Linked DNA regions of Mus musculus: regions 1, 2 and 3 are each linked to region 4. A link is a contact called in public HiChIP or PLAC-seq and promoter capture Hi-C data. All regions are on one chromosome and are shown on one strand. The core of a region is the stretch at or near the end of the contact, and the rest is flanking DNA. Distances in the headings are between cores, read along the strand shown.

Region 1 (2,776 bases), core at 76-2,575, 440 kb before region 4:
GTTTTTTGAGATAGGGTTTGTCTATGAAGCCCAGGTTGTTCTGGAACTCACTATACACTCCAAGCTGACCTTGAACTCACAGAGATCCACCTGCCTCTGCCTCCTAAGTGCTGGGTTTAAAGGTGTGCACCATAAACAGGCCAAGGAGTGTAATTTTATCTGTACCACTAGAACTTACTATGTAAATGCATATTAAGTGGCACTTATAGCCACTATTTTGACAGATTGTCAACATCTGTTTTCTTAGTTATTATTTAAATAAAGGAGTTTGGGTATAACTTAAAAAAAGTTTTCTGGGGGGTGGCTGCAATCGGAATGTAAAGTGACTAAATAAAATAAATAAATAAGTAAGTGAATGGGGGAAAAACAGCTTTCTGTATTTCTTTGGGAGCTGAATGAATTATTTTGAACTTTCATGAAGCGCATATAAGGCTTTTATTTTACACCTAAGATAATTTTGTAGTATTCGAATCATCAAAGTGTGTGGATGAGACTTATGAAGTCAAAGTTAATCCCTGACTGATTTATTCTAAAAGACATACATACTCACCTGCTCCTGGAGGTTTTTCAAAAGTGTTATCGAACTTGACACGTCTGACTCCAGCACCTCCTACAGATAGGAGGGGACAGTTAAAGGTGATCAATTTCTTACTTTAGGCGATGATGATTGCAGAACGTACTGCCTATCAAACTCCCTCCTTTCCTTCAAAACAGTCGCGACTTTTGGGTCGTTTTCCCCCCGCACAGGGGCAGGCAGCCTCGGCACACAGCCAGTCTCCTCCCACCACACCCCCCCCAATTTACTGGAAAAGACCGGAGATTTCATCGCCAAACTTTACGGCTGCCTTTGCCCCAGCCACATTGTACATGTGACGCTAGCTCTGCTCGGAACATTGTCCCACCTTAAGGCCGGGTCACCGCCCGCCATGGTCACGAGACTCTCCCTACAAAGCTCATTCTGAAGAGTAATTTGGGGTTAGCCTCCTGTCCGGAACCAGCCAACCTGCAGCGTCTGACCCTCCCTCTCATCTGACATACGATACCGCTGTGTCAGAGTGAGCGCATCCCTGAGACAACTCTCATCACTCTCATCATCCATGGTGCCAACGGTTTGCCTCGATCCGTGGAGGCGAAAGGAAACTTTCACAGATTCCTTCCTTTCCGGGAAGAAGCAAGGAGACAGAACTCACCGGAGCCGCCATCTTCGCAAAGCCCACCCTTTCCGGGCCCGAACTTCCTAGGAGCTAGCGTGAGTTCATAGTTTTGATAGACAATCACAGTTTGCAAATTTCAGCCAATGGAAGTAAGAGATCTTTCATTTCCGCTAATCGGAGAGGCGGGACCTCACCTAGCCAATGAAATAAAGAAACTCCCTGAATGTGTCAAACGCAGAGGCGTTCTTAAGGCGTAAAGGTGGGCGGGGACAGAAGCATGTGATTCGTGATTTACAGAGAATGATGGATGCTAATTCCAATAAATATTGTGCAGATTATTGATTGACAGCTAGTGCAACCAGTAGAAAAAAGAAATTAGTTATGCAGCCCGAGAGCTCATTGGCTCCCAGATGCCGCAGAGACAGTCTTTCCACGGCGTTTTCCGTGTAGTGCCAAAACAGACCGCAGGGTGGCGGCTTCCGTCCGTTCTCTGATGCGGCAGGGTTGCTGGGCCGCCATTGGCCCCAGGACTTCCAAGTGCGCCTTTCCTGGTTCTGTGACTGTCCTTGAACAACAGTGGAGCCCTTTTCATCCGTAATTTGGATGGTTGGGATGGAGGAGCGGGAACCCAAGGTTCAGAAACCGTCGGCCGCATCACCGGCCAACCCTCCCCGTGCACGCCTAGGACTCTGCGCAAAGGCCGCATTGCGCCCTGCATTCCTCTCGAGGGAAAAATCGACAGGCGAGGAACCGGCTCAACCTGCGTGCCTTTCTCACTGCTCCACTCGTCCACCGCAGAACGTGGTTAAAACCCTGGCTGTGCATATTTCCTTTGTCCCCGTCATCTTTTCTCAGTATCTTCCAACACGCCCACTCCCTCGCCTCTCACGGGCTGGAGGATTAGGTGGGAGTTATAACTCCCACTCTCCGTCTGCATTACACAATACAGCGCTAGAAAGGTCCTCCTGGCTCGGAGTTTCCTCGCGCAACAGAAGAGCAGACCTGAGCCGGGAAATCCAAAGTGTAGCTTTGGCCTTTAATCCCAGATCTCTTTAGTCAAGAGACAAGCAGAGCTCCATGAGTTTCAAGCCAGTCTGGTCTACATTGTGAGATCCCATCTCAATAAACAAAATGAAAACGGGGCTGGAGCGATGGCTCAGTCAGTGGCCAAGAGCACATATTATTCTTGCAGATGACCAACGTTCCATTCCCAGCACCCAGACAAGACAGCTCACAACTACCTTTAACTCCAGCCCCAGGGGAATTTTAGTTCCTTCTGACTTCCCTATATACAGACATAGGCATACATAAAAGTGATTGTTTTTTTGTTTTTTGTTTTTTGTTTTTTTTTTTTAAGCAAAAAAGAGTAATCCTTTTTCTATCTTGAATTCTGGGTGAAACATTCTAGTTTCTACCTATTTGGGAACTACATAAAATGGGACAGAGGGTTTGCCTGTGATATTTATTTGCTGTTTAAGGTTCATTGGGAGGCGCAGAGCACTGTAAGAACCTACAAGAGTTTTGGTATTTTTCTGTCTTTTAAAAAAAAAAGTTTATTTATTATATGTGTGCGGCACGCTTGTGAAGATCAAATGGGAGTTGGATCTCCTTCCACTATGTGA
Region 2 (2,981 bases), core at 179-2,678, 350 kb before region 4:
GGCAGGTGAATTTCTGAGTTTGAGACCAACCTGGTCTACAGAGTGAGTTCCAGAAGAATAAAAAAAACCAACCAAGACTGCAGCAAAGGTTCCCATTCCTTCAGCTGAGAACATCTGGTTTTCGTGAAAGTGTTGTTAGAGGAAGAAGGGGCATTTTCCATCTGTGTTCTCCTTGCCAAAGCAACTGTTACACGGGAGGAATTAAAACTGCCGGATGGCTATGACTAGACCAAGGTATCAGAGCTAACAAGCCAGGATTCACTCCCAAGACAGAAGCTGCCCCTACCTAAAGTCATTCCTCAAGCTCTGAGGTCCCCACCCATCTCTCAAACTGCAGCCCTGCCTGGACCTTTCACATCCTTCTGCTTAGCTTCCCCGAAAATTCCTTTTCGTTCTAATGGAGCCTGAGTCTGTTGAAGGTTTCCAGCCAGGGCATGAAGTCTGCCCTCCAGCATCACTGACCAGGGCCAGCACCATTCATCCCGCGTTCATCCTGAAACTTTCACTGAGCCACCCTTAGGTGCCAACTCTCCCTCTCCCTCGGCAGAGGGTTCTAGGTAACCAGGCAGTAAACATTGTCCCCTCGGGTGGTTCTGGGAAAATGCTGTGCTTAAGCTTGTGGAACACTGTGGTGTGGTGGAGCAACAGTGGTCTCAAAGCCTCCAGTTCACAAAGGTCCTTAAGTAAGATTTTATCTGTTCTCTTGTAAAGAGGTTACGACTAAGCTCGTTGTCTGTTTGTGCTTAAAGTGCTCATTTGTTAAACGTAAACACTGGGGAAACATTACAGCTTTGCACCTCTATTTAGCAGCTTGCTTACCAGGACACACTCCCCCCACCCCGCCCCAAATTCTTTTCTTTTGAAGAAGACAGATCTCTCCCAACCCTGAGAAGCTCTGATGTATATCTCCTCGAAGTAAAGGCTAGAGAAGAGGGCGACTGAAGGGAGGCCGCAGGAAGGGGAAAGGAGGCAAGGAGCTGGGGTTTGGCTGAAACTCCCGATTCCAGCCCCTCAGAAAGAGTTTTGTCATCTTCTGCCTACGATCTCTACTCCAGCTGCTCCAGTAGCAGCGAGGGCCAAACCAAAGACAAGAAACAGGCCCGGACTGGCAAAGGAGGCTAAAAGGCGGTGCAACCGGCCAGCCTGGGATCTGGTGCCAGCCGCTAAAGCTTCTTGTTCTCTCCCAAGGGCCAGAATCTTTGTTCAGCACCAGACTCCAAGCCTGTGGCCCTCTGGACCTCCCCGGCTCACCCCCGCAGCCGGTTTGAGCCCCTGCAAAGTCAGCGTGCTCAAACCGCCGGGACCCTAGCGCGCGGCGGAAGCAGCGCGTCCCCTCCCTCGGGAAAGACAGATGTGGGGCTAATGAAAGGGAGGCAGGGAGAGGCGTGGGGCTGGCGGGGGAGAGCGGGGGCGTGTCGGGCAGAGCCGAGCTCCCCGGAGCGCGCGGACCAGACCACCCCGCGGTCTGCTGCGCGGTCCCGAGGAGGAAGGTGCGGGGGAGAGTGGCCGGGCTGGGGCGCGCAGTTTGGCCCGAGGGTCTGGAGCTGAAACTCAACACCGCCTCGGAAAGGATCGTCCCCTTTCCCTACAGCTTCCCCTTCCCCCTTCCTCCCCCTTCTCTTAATCCCCTGGCCCGAGCCCCTCGCGAGAGGAATGGGCCTGCGGGGAGGGGAGGGAGAGCTTGCCGAGGGGGAGCGGGAGCCCGGGCAAGGGAGGGAAGGGGCGCGGAGTGCAAGGGGTGATCGGGGGCCGCGCGCGACCCCGGACCTTTTCTAACCCTCAGTGTCCCCACCTCGACCCTAGGCGAGCCCACAGCACTGCTCCTCCCCTTCTCTGTTCCCTTTTGCTCGGTGCCTTTTTCTTCATTTCCCAAGACACCTGGAGCTTCCCTAAGCTTTGGGACGCGCCGAGGGCCCGGTCCAGGGTGTGTGAGCGGGGACTGGGGCCAGAGGGGTGCCTGGGGCAAAGGGTGGTGCGCGCCCTTGAGCGCTGAGACTGAGAGGTGCCTGGCGGCCACCTCCAAGACCCGGCTGTGTTGAGAAGGAGTGTGGCCGGGAGAGCTCGCCTCGGCGCGGGCCTGGGCAGACAGCCCAGCTCCACCGCCACGCGCTCTTAGGCCTTTTGGCGCCGGCCTTTGCGCTGACTTGAGCGAGTTTGGCGACACGCAGCTCAGTTGTCGCTCCTCCTCCTTCCCCGCGGGTCCCGCCGCAGTGGCCCGGCTGCCACGACCACAGACAGCCCTGGGAGCACCGCTCTGCGCCGCTGGGGGAGGGTTGGCCCCAAGAGTCGCTCGTCCAGCCCAACCACTCAGGCGGCTTCTCCCAGCCCTCGGGGCTAGCCTGAGCTGCTTGGAGAGGCGTCGAAAGCAGCCACAGCTCCTGTCTCTTAGCCTGGGAAGTGAGCTGTGAGCCCATGTGAGTCCAGGAGGCCTCTGCGACTTAAGGCGGCAGCTGTGGGGGCCTGGAGCCCCGAGAGACCCTGGGGGACAATTTAGAGCGCGCCCCTTGGATGAGGTCCCGCAGCGACGCCCAGGCCCGCCTTACTCCTCCTCCTGCTTGGCCAAGCTGCCTCCTATTTGGAAAGTTTTGTGGGTTTTCTTTCTCTTCCTCCAACTTTGGGGGGAGGCATCTATCTCCTCAAGCGCTACAGCTTGGGGTGACCTTCTGACTTGGAGGCCGGGAACCATGGTGTGGGGCAGCCATCGCTGAAGTCAGCGAAACAGAGCCTGGCCTGAAGCAGGCGACGCTGGAGGCCAGAGCCATGGCCATTGCCACGTCGGTGAGTTCACCAGGGAAAGGAGGTTTGCCAGGCAGACACCTCCAACCTGCTCTATGGCACTGTCCTGTTTATTTCTATCCACTCAGTGATCTCTCCCAGAAGCCTGTCCTCTTTTGTTCCTTTCTCCCTCCCTCTCAGTCCTCATCCCCTGTGCCTTCTGGTTCTGGGTTGGCCCCTCCTCCTCTCTCCCTATTCTCTTTCTT
Region 3 (2,995 bases), core at 174-2,673, 320 kb before region 4:
CTTCCACCCGCAGGCTAAATTTTGGGTATACTTCTACTATACCAATTACCTATAACAGTGTTTAGCACATAGTAGGTTTCAATATACATTAGAGAAACTACCTCTTAAAAGACCATAAAAAACGGTGTTAAGATTTTACGTTTTTCAAGTCGAGTCTCTATTCAGCTTTAGCTGAAATGCCTCAAAGCAAACAAAACAGAATGGACTGAAATCTAACATTTTTAAAGAACTCCCTCCCTTACAGCCACCAGTCAGTTCCTAAGTCCTAACTAAAGGGTCTCCAACTGAAAAGTGTTAAGACTTGAAGGTCAAATGCCAGCTGATAATCGCCCCAAGAAGGGTACAGACAAACTAAGAACAAAGAGAAACACATTTATAAATGAGACAAAGGAAGGCACAAGACTATCTCTTCACCAAAACGGCTTGTGTCTAACAAAGGTCAGTAGAACACGTAATGGACTATGACCACAGCACCTGCCCAGAAAAAATTGCTCAGACGAGCAGCTTCATTCAAGGTCCCCGGCTTCTGCCACGCTGCAGTCTTCCCCCACTACCCTATCAACCAAAGATCCGGACTGTGCGTGCATGAGGCGATCTACTCACCATTGCCTGGGGGTGGACTCATATTCATCTGCTTCTCTACCTCGTTTTGTAGCTCCTTTAGCTTCTCAGCCTCTTCCTCCATCTCCCTGACTCGAGCTTTGATCGCTTCTAGCTCCTACAATGAATGAGCAGGGCATGCAGTTAACCAGACGCAGGGGCTGTGCCGTACATTTTGTCTGGGCCCGGCCACAGCCGTGCTCGGCCATTTCCCTCGCCTCGTGCGAGGGTCGTGATTGAAATAAAAAATATTATTTAAAAAAAACACGCAGAAAAAATGAAAAGAGTCAATTTACCTTCTCTAGAGCCACCCTAGACACCCATGATGCCCCACCAGGCCGCTCACGAACGGCCTCGGCCCGCCACCAGCCACGTTATTCCCCGCCCAACCCCACCCCCCGCCTGCCTGCCTCCTGTCCGTGCTCTGGGCCTCCCATGACCCGGCCCGCTCGCTCGCCCTCCTCCCCTCACCGGGTCCTCAATGGCGCCGTCGCCGGGGTCGGCCTCAACCAGTCCCGGCTCTTCCTCCTCCTCCTGACTGCCGGGGGCTCCCGAGCCGGGCCCAGGACCCGGAGCTCCCGGAGGGGCGCGGGGCCGGGGCGGCTCCTCTTCGGGCTCGGGCTCCGGCAGCAGCTCCCCAGGCTCCAGCTCCTCAGACTCCAGGCCGTTCCCGTAGTCCCCTGCGCCCCCCGGGTCCCCCTCCCCGGCCTCCCCACCGGCCCCGGGCACAAGATGGCGCCGCCGCCCCGGCCCGGAGCCCCGACCGCCCGCAGCCCCCGCTGCTGCTGCCGCCGCCGCCGCCGCCGCCATCGCCGCTCAGACTGGGGCCCGCCGATCGGCGATTGGAGAACTGAGCCGGCCACGCCGAGGATTCATTAGTCAGTCAGCCTGCCCGTTACCCCGAGCTCGAATACTATTGGGGAATTCTACTTGGCAATCAAACGAGGCCCCACCTCTAAGGCGGGCCACTGTGCCAAATTCTCTAAACCCGGTAGGTGAAATATGCCTGTCAATCAACACACCCCACCTCCTGTTGAGTCCTTAGGTAACAATACGCCCGCACTGTGACGACCTTCCGTTCATCCTCCACCCATGGGCGGGCCCACAACATGGAGGATGCTCCGCAATTGGCCTCTGACTGGTGAGGCGAAAAGGACCAATCTTCCAAACGCCTCACCGAAGTGGCCCATTCTTGGATGCCGATTGGCTTATGGGATTCGACGGGCAGACACCCGTTGTGCGACAGGTGAACCTTGCTCTCGAAAGGATGGCCTGGCTTAAAACTAGGGAATTCCTAGGCGGAGTGTGGTGGCGTACGCCTTTAATACCAGCGCTCAGAAAGCGGAGGCAAGTAGATTTCTGTGAGTTCAAAACTAGACTACTTACAGAATGAGTTCCCAGGCCAGTCAACACTACATAGAAAAGTAACCTCAAAAATAAAAAAAAAGTAAGGATCAGCAAACCTCACTCCCACTAGGAGTTGTGTCCCGTTGTTCTGCATAGGTTATTGTTTTAGACTAAGATTCAGCCAGTTTTCTTGCCTAACTTATTACAACACCCTCTTTTTCTTGGCCAGCTGACGTGTCAAAAATTCCTTACTTAGGGCTAGTTTGCAAGTATGGTCTCCACACTTTCCCCGGTTTACCCGAGGTTCACAGCTTTAGTCCCATATGTGCAGTTTCTCCTAAACCAGACCACCTCAGTGAGAATGCCTTCCACCAGGTTTCCCATTTTATCTTGAGACAAGTGGGCCTATTTCCACTGCACTCTTAACCGTTCTGTGCTCCTTCCTAGCTAAGCAGAGTGCCCGCAGACAAGGGGCCAAGTCCTGTTTATATTTCTATCCGCAAATTTGTGTGATTATTGGGTGACTGCAACTTCTAGGTGTAATTTCCTAGCTTCCAAACCACTTTGAAGACCACTGGGGGAAATTCTCCATGCAAATTCTCAAGACAGCTCTGCACCTTCAAATAACCATGAGATCTGGCCCTGGAGACGATAGTATGATACCCACACTCCAGAAGAAATTCCACACATTTATAAAAATTAAAGAACAGTAGTGCTAAATCTGCAAGAGGACGGACTTTTTGTAGACAGACCAAACTACAAGTCTGAGGGATAGATTCATACAAGCACAATCAAAATGGCTAACTTGGTCGCACCAGGGGAGTGGGGCAAAAGCAAAGTCGGAAGCACAGCTGATTGACCCCACAGTTGCAGGCCTTACCTCAGAAGCTTGGGAGCTGGAAGCAGAGTCGCACTCTTGCTGCGGATCCATCTGAACTGAAGTTGATCACCGAAGTCAGGCACCAAATGCGTTCCAAAGAACCTTACACCGATTCCAGCCAATTCAAAATCTGAAGGGTTTGCTGGCACCCAATTTAAGCAAGGTTAA
Region 4 (2,888 bases), core at 2-2,501:
TATGCATGAGTTGTGTGCGTGTCATTTTCATAGACCCTAAATACAAAAAGGAAGCCAGATGTGGTGGCCCAGACCTTTAATTCCAGCACGTGAGAGGCAGAGGCAGGCAGGTCTCTGAGTTATAGGCCAGTCTGGTCTACAGAGTGAGTTCCAGGACAGCCAGGACTACCCAGAGGAACCCCACCCCCACCCCCACCCCCACCCCGTTTGGGGGTGGGTGGAAAGAAAGTAATTTCCCACCATTTCCTATCTCTCACCATCTGAGGTGTTATTTTTGGATAGAAAACAAAAGCTGCCTGGTTCTGGTTTTAGTCAAGCGTGTCTTTCCTTGATCATTGGTCATTATTACGTCTTACCCCTTTCCACCCTCAACATTTATCTAGTCCACTCCCCTTAAGAATGGCTGTCCACTCTGCCATCAGCCTCTTATGAGGAAGCCATGAGAGGGTCGGAGTTGGGAGAGTGTAACCTTGCCTGAAAAAATCACACTTTTTGATCTCTAGCCACCTAAAATGCTCGCTAAAAGTTTCACTTCTCAACACCAGGGGGTGTCTCTTCCCGTGTCTCGCTCTATTGCCCTTAGGGTTGCCTTAGTCCAAAACCTTTCTCCGTGTTTTTATGTACACACTAAATCTTCCTCTTGTCCCTCTAGCGACAGGGATCAGCCTGTTATTTTCCTCGCTTCTTTTCATATAAGCACATAAACCTCGTATCCTCCCACTCCACCATCAGAGAATCATGGGGCTAGAAAGTGCTTTTTTTATTGCAGCTTATCTGTTTGTCTCTCAAGTCTCCGGACCAACTTGTCCTTTCCCTGCTTTATGCATTCGTTGGTCTTGCAGCTCCCACACTTCTTGCCTGCGCCTCCTTGCCTCTCAGAGCTATCTTTACACACGGGTCTCTGGACCTCCTACATATCCACCTTTCATCTTCCTCTTACGGTTGGCCCCCTGTCTTATCACTTCTGTGACATCTCTCACCGTCTCCCCCGCAGTCCTCACTCTAGGAACAGTATCACGATATTTCTGTAGAACAAGCCCTTTTCTTCCCAACGTTGATGGATACATTCCACAGTGCCCCTCCGCGCATTCCAACTGTAAACAAAGAGTTCCTTTTCACTCCCCCTCCCCCAGTCTAAACTCTTGAATTTTGTGGACGCAGCTGCCCAATCTGCCCCTTGACCTTTTACGTCCTGTCTGCAGCTCTCCACCTCGGAGGCAGCTTCCACAGTTCCCTGCTTGTGATGCCCAGGAAATCCTTGCGCGGACACCTCAACCCGGGGTGCACACCGCGCTCCGCCCTTCCCGGAAAGTAGATCCGGCCAGGCAGACAAAAGTTTGGAGAAGTTGGGTCCGTGCAAGTGAGAGCCAGGGGGGCGGGCCGGGCCGGCGGGCGGTGGCGCGAGCGGACGCGTGGACAGACCTGCGGAGGACAGCCGCTACCGTGGGCCCTGCCAGCCGCGCGCGGACCCTCTCGCTGGGGCATGCTTCGGGATCGCGGGCACCCGGCACCTGGGCCGCTCGCTGAGCCCCCGTGAGTGACTTGCATCCCAGGAATCCGAGCCCCGGGGAACTCGAGCCCGGCCTCTGGCCGAAACACTGCAGCGTGCCGGGCGAGGAGGGGGCTGCAGGCCCCAGATCCGTGGGCATGGAACGGTTAGGGGAGAAAGCCAGTCGTCTGCTAGAAAAGTTGAGACTCTCGGACTCCGGCAGCGCCAAGTTCGGCCGCAGAAAGGGCGAAGCGAGCCGGTCTGGGTCTGATGGGACCCCCGGAGCAGGCAAGGGACGCTTAAGCGGGTTGGGGGGACCTAGGAAGTCAGGACACCGTGGAGCGAATGGGGGGCCTGGAGATGAACCTTTGGAACCGGCCAGGGAGCAAGGGCCCCTGGACGCCGAGCGGAACGCACGCGGCTCCTTTGAAGCGCAGCGCTTCGAAGGGTCCTTTCCCGGGGGGCCGCCGCCCACTCGAGCCCTGCCTCTGCCTCTGTCGTCGCCTCCTGATTTTCGGCTGGAGACCACGGCTCCAGCCCTTAGCCCTCGCTCCAGCTTCGCCAGTAGCTCGGCCAGCGATGCGAGCAAGCCATCTAGCCCCCGGGGCAGCCTGCTGCTGGACGGAGCCGGGGCCAGCGGAGCCGGAGGTAGCCGGCCGTGCAGCAATCGGACCAGCGGCATCAGCATGGGCTACGACCAGCGCCACGGGAGCCCGCTGCCCGCGGGGCCGTGCCTATTCGGCCTCCCGCTGACCACTGCTCCTGCGGGCTACCCTGGAGGGGCTCCGTCCGCCTACCCGGAGCTCCACGCTGCCCTGGACCGACTATGTGCCCATCGGTCCGTGGGATTCGGCTGCCAGGAGAGCCGTCACTCGTACCCCCCGGCCCTGGGCAGCCCCGGAGCTCTAACCGGAGCCGTGGTGGGAACAGCGGGTCCTTTGGAGAGACGTGGGGCGCAACCCGGACGACACTCGGTTACAGGCTACGGGGACTGCGCCGCGGGGGCCCGTTACCAGGACGAGCTAACAGCATTGCTGCGTTTGACCGTGGCTACCGGTGGGCGAGAAGCGGGTGCTCGCGGGGAACCCTCGGGGATTGAGCCGTCGGGTCTGGAGGAGTCTCCTGGTCCCTTCGTTCCAGAGGCCTCCCGATCACGGATACGGGAGCCAGAGGCCAGAGAAGATTACTTTGGTAAGTAGGAAAGAAGAAGCTAGGGAACCGAGAGACCGGTCAATGTGTGCGGTTACCCATCGCCCCGACAGCACAAATTGCTGGGGCCGGGAGTTGCAGGTGGAGACCCCAGATTTTTCTAATATGGAAAAGGGCGGACCCTAGAGCACTTGCTCAGTCCAGCCAGGTTTCTAATGGAACCAGGCTGATGATCCCTGACAAATTCAAC

Evidence for each region. Promoter capture Hi-C pulls out the DNA fragments that hold promoters and counts their contacts. HiChIP or PLAC-seq counts read pairs in DNA pulled down with a chosen protein or histone mark.
Region 1: a contact with region 4 is called in a promoter capture Hi-C map of neural stem cells. The contact joins the promoter of Ngdn here to the promoter of Ajuba in region 4. A contact is called at or near these places in 2 of 39 promoter capture datasets (liver and neural stem cells) and 4 of 484 Hi-C or Micro-C datasets (embryonic stem cells, forebrain and muscle stem cells).
Region 2: an H3K27ac HiChIP or PLAC-seq map of epiblast stem cells shows a contact between it and region 4. The contact joins the promoter of Efs here to the promoter of Ajuba in region 4. A contact is called at or near these places in 1 of 39 promoter capture datasets (embryonic stem cells), 3 of 484 Hi-C or Micro-C datasets (all in embryonic stem cells), 3 of 115 datasets of contacts at active chromatin or transcription factors (embryonic stem cells, epiblast stem cells and microglia) and 2 of 9 other capture datasets (adipose tissue and pancreatic islet).
Region 3: a contact with region 4 is called in an H3K4me3 HiChIP or PLAC-seq map of embryonic stem cells, with 13 read pairs. The contact joins the promoter of Pabpn1 here to the promoter of Ajuba in region 4. A contact is called at or near these places in 1 of 39 promoter capture datasets (liver) and 4 of 115 datasets of contacts at active chromatin or transcription factors (the HL-1 cell line, embryonic stem cells and pancreatic cancer cells).

Annotation. Positions count from the first base shown.
Region 1 is chr14:55,014,003-55,016,778 of GRCm38.p6, reverse strand. It overlaps Ngdn (neuroguidin, EIF4E binding protein), which reads right to left and starts at 1,325. Exons shown (of 11, transcript NM_026890.2): 1 at 1,191-1,325; 2 at 551-610. The coding sequence starts at 1,202.
Region 2 is chr14:54,925,235-54,928,215 of GRCm38.p6, reverse strand. Efs (embryonal Fyn-associated substrate) reads left to right here and starts at 1,428. Exons shown (of 6, transcript NM_010112.4): 1 at 1,428-2,778. The coding sequence starts at 2,761.
Region 3 is chr14:54,892,571-54,895,565 of GRCm38.p6, reverse strand. It overlaps Pabpn1 (poly(A) binding protein, nuclear 1), which reads right to left and starts at 1,423. Exons shown (of 7, transcript NM_019402.2): 1 at 1,072-1,423; 2 at 604-718. The coding sequence starts at 1,410.
Region 4 is chr14:54,576,024-54,578,911 of GRCm38.p6, reverse strand. It overlaps Ajuba (ajuba LIM protein), which reads left to right and starts at 1,251. Exons shown (of 8, transcript NM_010590.5): 1 at 1,251-2,680. The coding sequence starts at 1,648.